Regions from separate parts of the Sus scrofa genome. Here regions 1 and 2 are each linked to region 3. A link is a contact called in public Hi-C and promoter capture Hi-C data. All regions are on one chromosome and are shown on one strand. Each heading gives the region's core, a stretch centred on a gene start, on an enhancer-like site or on the middle of the called end of the contact. The rest is flanking DNA. Distances are from core to core; before and after follow the strand shown. Region 1 holds the start of NKD1 (protein naked cuticle homolog 1). Region 2 holds the start of CYLD (ubiquitin carboxyl-terminal hydrolase CYLD). Region 3 has its middle 15 kb from the start of SNX20.

Region 1 (2,900 bases), core at 268-2,767, 130 kb before region 3:
CTAAGTGTAAAACACACACAGAATTTTAAACAGTGCAAAACAAAGAATGTAAAATATCTCATTATATGTTGAAATTTTTGATGGGCTAAATAAAATCTATTAACATGAGTTTCATGTTTCTTTTGTTCTTTCTTTCTCTTTTTTTTTTTTTTTTTTGTCTTTTTGCCTTTTCTAGGGCTGCACTCTTGGCACATGGAGGTTCCCAGGCTAGGCGTCTAATCAGAGCTACAACTGCCTGCCTACACCACAGCACCAGCAACGTGGGATCCCAGTCGCATCTGCAACCTACACCACAGCTCACGGCAATGCTGGATCCTTAACCTGCTGAGCAAGGCCAGGGATCGAACCCTCAACCTCATGGTTCCTAGTCAGATTCGTTAACCACTGAGCCACAACGGGAACTCCTCATCTGTTTCTTATACTTTTTTTTTTTTTTAATTTGGCTACTAGAAAGCTTAGAAATTACATATGTTGCTCACATGATCAGGAAGTGCTCTTCTAAGGAGTTGGCCAAAAGGGCAGAAATGAGCCTCCATTTTACAGACCAGAACACTGAGGCTTCTGCAGAGAATTCAGTGCAAGGGAGCCGAGCTGGTCTCCTCATTCCGATTGCATGGTTTTCTTTTCCCACGCCCAGACTGCCGAGTACTAGGACGAACTTAACAGGCCCACAGTGTCCTTAGCAGAGCAGGCGTTCTCTCAGAGAACCACAAAGGTAGAGTGGAACCCCTTGATGTCGCCCTCCCCTCCGCAGAGACCTCCCCAGACAAAACAAACAAGCCCTTGGGTCTGGCGAACGACAGCGGGGAGCGGAAACCAAGGAAGATCAAAGGCCCAGCGGTTACCCCCTTCCGGGCCGCACAGCTGGCAGCGTGCCCCGACCCCCGGCGGGCACCCACGGGCCCCTGGATGAGGACACAGAGCGATTGGCTGGCTACTCGTGGCTTTTGGACACTTGCAGCTGCTGGGAGTTGGCTGGACCCACAGCTGGCCGGAGGCGCAGTAGGGCTTCTCCAGAACAACCAAACCCAAACCCAGAGGTCGAGGGAGGGGAGGGGGCAGGCACGGGGTTGAGTAATAAGAGAACACTTTCTGCAAAAGTCAGGTCGTGCAAGACTGGGAGGGGCAAAGCAGCAGGGGCACAGAGCAGCGTCTCCTCTCCGACCTCAGTTTCATCACCTGTTAATTGGAGCCGCTGAGTCCTCCTCTCCGCTTCAAGGAAAAACTGAACTGAGGGATTGCACAGCACTGTTAGCGAGAGGATCGGTTGTTTTAAGAGAGGACCGGACCCAGCAGTACTCCTACTGGCCGGAGCTCCTTCACTTTCCCTCACCCCGGGTCTCCAATCCCTGGTCCCCAGCCCCCGGCGGGGTCAGAGACAGCAGCCTGGAGGGGGGCGCTGTGTCTAGTCCTGCAGCGCCTCTCCATGCTCCGCCCCCAGCTCGCCAGCCCCGCCCCAAGCCCTCCCCCTCTGCTGCTCGCCTCGCCTTTGATGCGCCGCGCCCGGCCAATGGGCGCGCGGGGAGGCGCGGGCAGCGGCGGCGGGCTGGGGGCACGGCGCGCCCGGGCGTCAGTCCGGTAGCGGCGGCGGCAGCAGGAACGCGTCCCGGCGCCGCCTCGGGCTCCGCTCTGCTCTGAGGCTGCTCCGGGAGGAGGAGAGCGAGGCGAGGGGCTGCGAGCCGTAGGGCCCTCGGGCCGGGCGCATGGCTTAGGGACGCCCCCGCCCGCTGCACCCCCAGCATGGGGAAACTTCACTCCAAGCCGGGTCAGTGTCCCCGCCCGCGCGCCGGCCCCTTGCCTCCCGCCGCCCTCGCCCCCGCGACTGCTAACTCTCTGCCTCTCCTTTCTTTCCGGCTCCCGCCGCCGCCGCCGCCGCGCGCGATGTGCCTGCAGCCGCCGTGTGCAAGCGCAGGGAGAGCCCGGAAGGTAGGGGCGCGCTGGGCACCGACGGGGGGGACAGACTGGGAAGCACCGCGGGCGTCGGCGGAATGGCCTAACCCGCGGGGATCTTATTACCAGGGCCACCCTCATCCCCAACTCCAGCCACCGGTCTCACAAACCCGCTCTTGGGAGGAGACTTTGTGCCCCCAGCTCTGTCCCAGCTCTCTCCACCAGCAAGCCTGTGCTAGCTCCTCTGACCCTCAACCCCTCCTCTTGGAGTACCTCAACCCCGCGCTCACTGCACCCCCTTTTCAGACTCCCAAGCCCCCTCTCCAAGACCCTTGCCCCTTCTCTTTCCGGCCCTCGGCTCTCTGCCCCGAGATCTTGGCTCCTGCGCCCCCTGCACCCCCTCTCCTGACCCTCAGTTCCCCTCATCCCCTCACCCCATGTTCAGTGCGCGGGTTTTCCGACCCGCATCTCTCGCCTCCGCCGTTCTGGCCTGTGTCGCTCGCTCTTCGGTCCTGGGGTATTGCTTCCCCTTGGCTCTCCCCTCAGAGTCTCTGCTCTTGGGATTTCGCTGGACCCCCTTCTTCCGATTACCCGCGTCCCTCTCTCGGACTGTGCTCTGTTCTCCATACCATCCCAGTCCCGCCGCCTCTGCCTCGCCCACTCTTTCTCCCCTCTCTCCTTTCTTGGGTAACTTTCAGCCTAGGGGGCCAGACTCAGGGGCTTCCTGTCGTCCCCGCTCCAGGTGACAGCTTCGCAGTGAGCGCCGCCTGGGCTCGGAAAGGCATCGAAGAGTGGATCGGGAGGCAGCGCTGCCCGGGTGGCAGCTCCGGACCCCGACAGCTGCGGGCGGTGGGCACCGTTGGCAGAGGAACCCGGGTACGATTTCCATCTACCCCCCCTCCCAACCTCAGAGCTGGGTCTCCATCCGCATCCCAACTTTTAGCACCCTCTTGGCACAGCTTCTAAGTTCAGAAATCCTTCTCAGCTGTCCTTGCCCCATTGACATGACC
Region 2 (2,778 bases), core at 164-2,663, 70 kb after region 3:
CACCTCGGCTGTGGGCTAGTCTTCTTTGTTTCTTTCCTGAGTTCCCTCAGGGCTCACTGGCCCATCCTTGGGGGTGGCTGTTCTCACAGATGACCTTGACATCTTTTGTCCACTGAACTACAGCCCAGGAGGCAGTATTTCTTTTTTTTTTTTTTTGCTATTTCTTTGGGCCGCTCCCGCGGCATATGGAGGTTCCCAGACTAGGGGTCGAATTGGAGCTGTAGCCACCGGCCTATGCCAGAGCCACAGCAACGCGGGATCCGAGCCGAGTCTGCAACCTACACCACAGCTCACGGCAACGCCGGATCGTTAACCCACTGAGCAAGGGCAGGGACCGAACCCGCAACCTCATGGTTCCTAGTCGGATTCGTTAACCACTGCGCCACGACGGGAACTCCATGGAGGCAGTATTTCGGATAGCTCTGAAATAATGCCTCAAAGAGGAAAGGAGGGGTATCGAGATACGTCGTAAAGGTGAAGGGGGCAGTGCCTGCAGCCATGCACGCATTTTGTGAAAGTTGGCTGCTGGTCTCGTGAAGGTTACAACTAGTCAGAGACATCAGTCATCATTGATGGTTTCAGTGTTTTTCTGGACATGAGGAGATGCAAGTATTGGGCTCAGAAAATCCTCTCCTAAAGATAGCTAAGTATCCGAGGACCCGTTCTTCCAGTTTTCCCAGAGCACAGAGGGCCTCAGTCCCGGTCTCCACCCTGAGCTCTGGGGCTGCTTCGGTTTGGTAGCTTCAGTGGCTCATATTTTACTCCACGTAGAGACAGATGGCAAGGGCCAAACTTCAGTTCACAGAGGAGCAAGAGTGGATTGAGGCTGAGGGTTTCAAAAGATGTCCATTTCATTCTGGGTGTTTATGGTCATGGAGATGGGTGGCTTGTTTACTAGTACTGTTAGGTAATCATTCATGTGACTTCTTTTATGTACTCAATGGTTTAAATTCCCCAGATCTTCAGAAATGTCACTTTCCACTGGGGAAATTTTCCCTCTCATGATTAAACACACACACACACACACACACACACACACCCCTACCTTCCTTCTTCAGTATTAATCACCTTCTCCTATAATTGGTACTTAAAATGTCAAAGGAGAAGGAATTAATTAACAGGAGTATCCAGTGCAGCAAGGCATGCTGCAAGGCTCTGGGACTGCTTATAAAAAGCACTTCCTTAAATATTTTGAGCACTTTTGGGAATCAGAAACCTCCCTTCTAATTGAAAGATCCTTAACTATACCCCAAGTGCTGGCTGAGGGCCAGGGGTGCAGAGCTGAGAGAGGAGGCCTATGGAAATTCCTTCTCCACCATTCTAGGGAAACCTGTCTCCAAACTGGGAAGAGGGGGCAACAGAGGTTCAGAAACACGGGTCCCAGACAGAATCCGAGGGCGAAGAAAAGACTTAATATTGCCGAGCTCCTGCTGTGTGTCAGGACCTTTACATACGATATTTCACAACGCTCCTGTAAGACAGGTGATACGGTTATCTCCATTTTACAGATGGGGAAACTGAGGCTCAGAGTAGTTGTGAGTTCCCCATGTCTTGCAGTTGCTAAATGAAAGTTCAAAGGACTCAAACCTAGGTCTCGTTCTAAAGCTTTGCTTTTTCATGGAATCCTAAAAGCATTCCCACCTGGCTTCTGGGTTGCTCCCCACCCTAGCCCCAAACTCGCAACCAACAGGAGTTTTGACAGCTAAGCCTGAAGCCAAGACCTGGGCCTGGGAGGTGGAACCGGGAGCAGCACAGGGCCCCGCCCTGGCTCCGGTATCAGCCAATGGTGCTACGGCACCGACAATCTTTAGTCCAATCAGCCTGAGCTCCCCGCCCCCATCCCCCATTTTCTCCTCCCCGCCCCTCCGCTTTCCCTTTGGCTCCACCGAGCTTGACCGAGCGGAAAGTCCCTTCAGTCCGCTCCGGGCTGGCAGCCATTGGAGGAAGGTCTGTCACAGGGAGGCCCAATCAGAGCGTGCGCAGGAACATAGTTCCGGCGGCGATTGGTTAGCGCGACGGTTGTCCCTACCGCCCCCGCTCCCTCCCTCCCTCCCTGGGCGGTTCGGAGGCGGGGCAGGTGGGGGCGGGCCCAGGTAGCAGGTTAGGCTGCGCGGGGCTCCGCGCGTCGGAGGTAAATACTAGGGCGGTGGGTGTGGGGCGCCAGGGCTGGTCTGGGACTCGGGCTAGCGAGGCTGGGGAAGGGGCGACGCCCGGCCACCCAAGGTGAGTGAGTGAGCCGGCGGCCGAGCGGGCGAGCGACGGGCGGCCCGGCCCCTTGGGCACCCCTCCCCGGCCTTTGGGCGCCTCGAGCTGTCGCTTCGGTCGTCGGGCCCTCGGCGCCGGCCCGTTACTTGCCCTGGCCCTTAGCAGGGCCAGGCCCGCGGGGTGCTGAGCCCACTGACGTCAGCCCGGGCTTCCCCACCACCAGGGCTTCCCCACCCCCCGGGGCCTTCCTGAGAGGGCTCCCGAATCGTGGGACCATGTCGCCGCCGCCGGGACCTCCGGAGAAGAGAGGACTTTGGGGTGGGAGCAGCGCAGGAAACCGTCTCCCCCTTGGGTCCCCCCCCATTTACAGGTGGCGAAACCGAGGCACCGGCCACTGGCCGGCTCCCGACAGCCAGGGTTGGCATCGAGAGCCTAGGCTGTAATATGTCACATCGGTGCTTTGGGGCGTATCGGTCGATCGGTTTTAGGGTGTTTGTGGCTCCCGTCCAGGAAGAGCAGTCGGGGTTCTGGCCTCCTTAATGGCGTGTTGTGCTTTTTCTTTCAGTTTCCCCC
Region 3 (3,060 bases), core at 243-2,742:
GGCCTGTGCACACTGAGGTCTGTGGAATGATTGGCCAATGGGGACCGGCTGCATAGTGCAGAGAACTCCACCCAGTATTCTCTGATCATCAGCATGGGTGCAGAATCTGACAGAGAATGGATGTGTGTACATGGATAACGGAACCACTTTGTTGTACAGCAGAAAGGATCACAGGGTAAATCAACTATACTTCCATCAAACTTTTAAAAATGCAAAAAGAAGTAACTACAACAACAACAATTTTTTTTTTTTGAAAAGTGTATTTAGGAGTTCCCTGGCGGCCTAGTGGTTAAGGATTGGATGTTGTCACTGCTGTGGGCTCGGGTCACCGCTGTGGCGCAGGTTTGATCCCTGGCCTGGGAACTTCTGCATGCCATGGGTGTGGCCAAAATAAATAATTTTTGAAAATTTAAAAGTCTATTTAAAAATGTAAAAATCACAGAGTTCTATCATGGCTCATCGGGTTAAGGACACAGTGTAGGCGCCATAAGGATGCGGGTTGGATCCCCGGCCTTGCTCAGTGGGTTAAAGATCCAGCATTCCACAAGCTGGGCATAGGTAACAGGTGCGGCAGCATTTTTGTGGCTGTGGCATGGGCTGCAGCTGCAGCTCCCATTCAACCCCTAACCCAGGAACTTCCATATGCTGCCAGTGTGGCCCTACAAAGAAAAAACAAACAAAACAAGGAGTTCTCTTGTGGCACAGTGGATTAAGGACCCAGTGTTGTCACTGGAGCAGCTTGGGGTTGCTGCTGTGGCGTGGATTCGATCCCCGGCCTGGGAATTTCCATATGCCACAGGTGTGGCCAAAAAAATAAAAAAGCAGATTACAAAACAGTACATAAAGACGGATTTCTGGTGAAGGTTGGGCAAGTTCATTGTGGTCAGCACTGGGCGCCTCAGGAAAGGACAGGTGGGCAGGTGTTTTGCACACATCCTACAGACCAGGGCGTCACAGGAGCCGTGCGGCTTCACCTGGGGATCCGAGAAGGGGCAGGTGAGCCTGGCACAGCTTCAGCCATCTTGTCACCAGGAGGAGAGCTTGTCGAGAGAGAAGGCAAAGCCCAGGAAAGTAAAACCAAGAGAGAAAGCGAAAGTGAGTAGGACACTGGGTGTGGATGGTCTGAGGCTGTGGTTCCAACCTGGCTTGGAGCCATCTATTCCTGGACTTTTCAGGAAATAAATTCCTCCTTGTCAGCTTACCCTGACTTTCTGTCACTTGTAAACCCAAAGGGTCTGTGTGCCCTAAACACGAGCTCCCAGCTTATTCACCTTGCAAAGAGTCAGTTCCTGGAGACGAGCCACGGCACAGATGGGCTCACCAGGCGTCTTTCTGTTGGCACCTGGAGCACTTCCTCTCAGCGGGCACAGCCAGGTGGCACACCTCAGAAGGGATGCCTGGGGCCTGCCTGCCCCCTTCTCTGGGCCCAGGCCTGGGTCGAGGCTCCCCGGGGACAGAGGAAGTTCCTGCCTCAGGGCTGTGCTTCCGCTTTCCTTCTGCTTAAAAATTCTCCCCTCCCCACGCTGCCCTGGCCGCCTCCTCAGCCTCTCCTGTGACTCCATTAAACACCTCTTCCAAGAAGCCCTCCCTGACCATGCGGCTGAGGGAGACCCTTCTGTTCCTGCTTCAGTGTGCTCTGTGAGTGGTTCCCTTCTCACGTAGCAGCTTCATGAGGGCAGGGGCCCGATCTGTCCTGTTTACCACTGTGCCCCGAGCTCTATGCAGGGTCTGCCATAGCGTAGAAGTGTCATCCACTGCTGTTTGTTCAGAGATGAGTCATACACAGACAGATGGGTAAGGCTGGTGAGCAGCCCCAGTGCTGACCAGGTGGGTGGGGCTCGCCCAGATCTTCTTCCAGGGAGGGTATTTTCTTGCTCTTAACGGGGGACCCAGTGACACCAACTAGAGGACAGGTTCTGGCTCTGATGAAACCAGAACTTTCCCTCACTTGAGGGTCTTACCTGCTATCAGGGTGCAAAGCCCAGAGCTGGAGCCTGGGTACCACCTCCCAACTGGGGGTGGAAAGCCGAGGATGCCAACCAAAGCTGAAACCAGACCCACAGCTGAGGAGCTGGGCAGCAAGCAGGGCTGATCCGGGGTGCGGGGACGGGGCCAGGGCCAGGGGGCTAAAGAGAGGGAGCGAGACTCCAGCTGGTCTGGGATGATGCACATCTCAGACGGGTGATCCAGGCCATGTGGTCAGAGGCTGATTTCCCTTTGCAGTATTTGCCTTTCTTTCTGAGTAAATCGGTGAGAAGTCTTGGTGTGATGATCATGGGTCTCTAAGGCTTGTCTCTGTCTGTCTGTCTGTCTCTGTTTTTTTTTCAGGGCCGCAGTTTCGGCATATGGAGGTTCCCAGGCTAGGGGTCTAATTGGAGCTACAGCTGCCTTCCTACACCGCAGCCACAGCAATGCCAGATCCAAGCTGTGTTTGTGACCTACACCACAGCTCACAGCAATGCCAGATCACCGAGCAAGGCCAGGGATTGAACCCATGTCCTCATGGATACTAGTCAGATTTGTTTCCACTGAGCCATGACAGGAACTCCTCTCTTTCTTTCTTTCTTTCTTTAACCATACCTGAGGCATATAGTAGCTCATGGGCCAGTGATTGAACCCGCACCACAGCTTAACCAGAGCCACAGCAGTGGTAGTGTCCAATCCTTAACCTACTGACCCACCAGGGAACTCCCATCTCAGTCTCTCTCTCTCTCTCTGTTATTTGTTTTTTTTTTTTTTTCTTTTTAGAGCCACACCCTTGGCATATGAAGGTTCCCAGGCTAGGGGTCAAATTGGAGGTACAGCTGCCGGCCTACAGCACAGCCACAGCAACGCCAGATCCAAGCCGCATATGCCACCTACACCACAGCTCACGGCAATGCTGGATCCTTAACCCACTGAGCGAGGCCAGAGATCGAACCTGTATCCTCATGGACACCAGTCAGATTCGTCTCCACTGTGCCACAACAGGAATTCCCCTGCCTCTGTCTCTTTTACCAGAGGACACTGGCAGCCTCAGACTCAAGGCCACTGAGGTGTAATAACAATGATAGGTTTCAC

Evidence for each region. Promoter capture Hi-C pulls out the DNA fragments that hold promoters and counts their contacts. Hi-C and Micro-C count contacts between places; a contact is called where the count stands out from the background.
Region 1: a promoter capture Hi-C map of liver shows a contact between it and region 3, with 4 times the contacts expected there. The contact joins the promoter of NKD1 here to the enhancer-like site in region 3. A contact is called at or near these places in 2 of 5 promoter capture datasets (fetal liver and liver) and 8 of 47 Hi-C or Micro-C datasets (alveolar macrophages, embryonic fibroblasts, epiblast stem cells and 4 more).
Region 2: a contact with region 3 is called in a Hi-C map of liver, with 5 times the contacts expected there. The contact joins the promoter of CYLD here to the enhancer-like site in region 3. A contact is called at or near these places in 6 of 47 Hi-C or Micro-C datasets (blood, liver and skeletal muscle) and 1 of 2 datasets of contacts at active chromatin or transcription factors (alveolar macrophages).

What each region holds. Positions count from the first base shown.
Region 1 is chr6:34,318,201-34,321,100 of Sscrofa11.1, reverse strand. It overlaps NKD1 (protein naked cuticle homolog 1), which reads left to right and starts at 1,517. Exons shown (of 10, transcript XM_021094196.1): 1 at 1,517-1,765; 2 at 1,894-1,926; 3 at 2,633-2,766. The coding sequence starts at 1,741.
Region 2 is chr6:34,120,574-34,123,351 of Sscrofa11.1, reverse strand. CYLD (ubiquitin carboxyl-terminal hydrolase CYLD) reads left to right here and starts at 1,413. Exons shown (of 18, transcript XM_021094191.1): 1 at 1,413-2,223; 2 at 2,771-2,778.
Region 3 is chr6:34,190,478-34,193,537 of Sscrofa11.1, reverse strand. No RefSeq gene overlaps it. Among named protein-coding and RNA genes, the nearest start is that of SNX20, 15 kb to the right of the region's middle. Within about 2 kb of position 1,492, at least 24 of the 83 cell types and tissues checked have an H3K27ac peak or open chromatin away from gene starts, as enhancers often do. A contact at or near this core is called in alveolar macrophages, liver and subcutaneous adipose tissue, where this site is marked.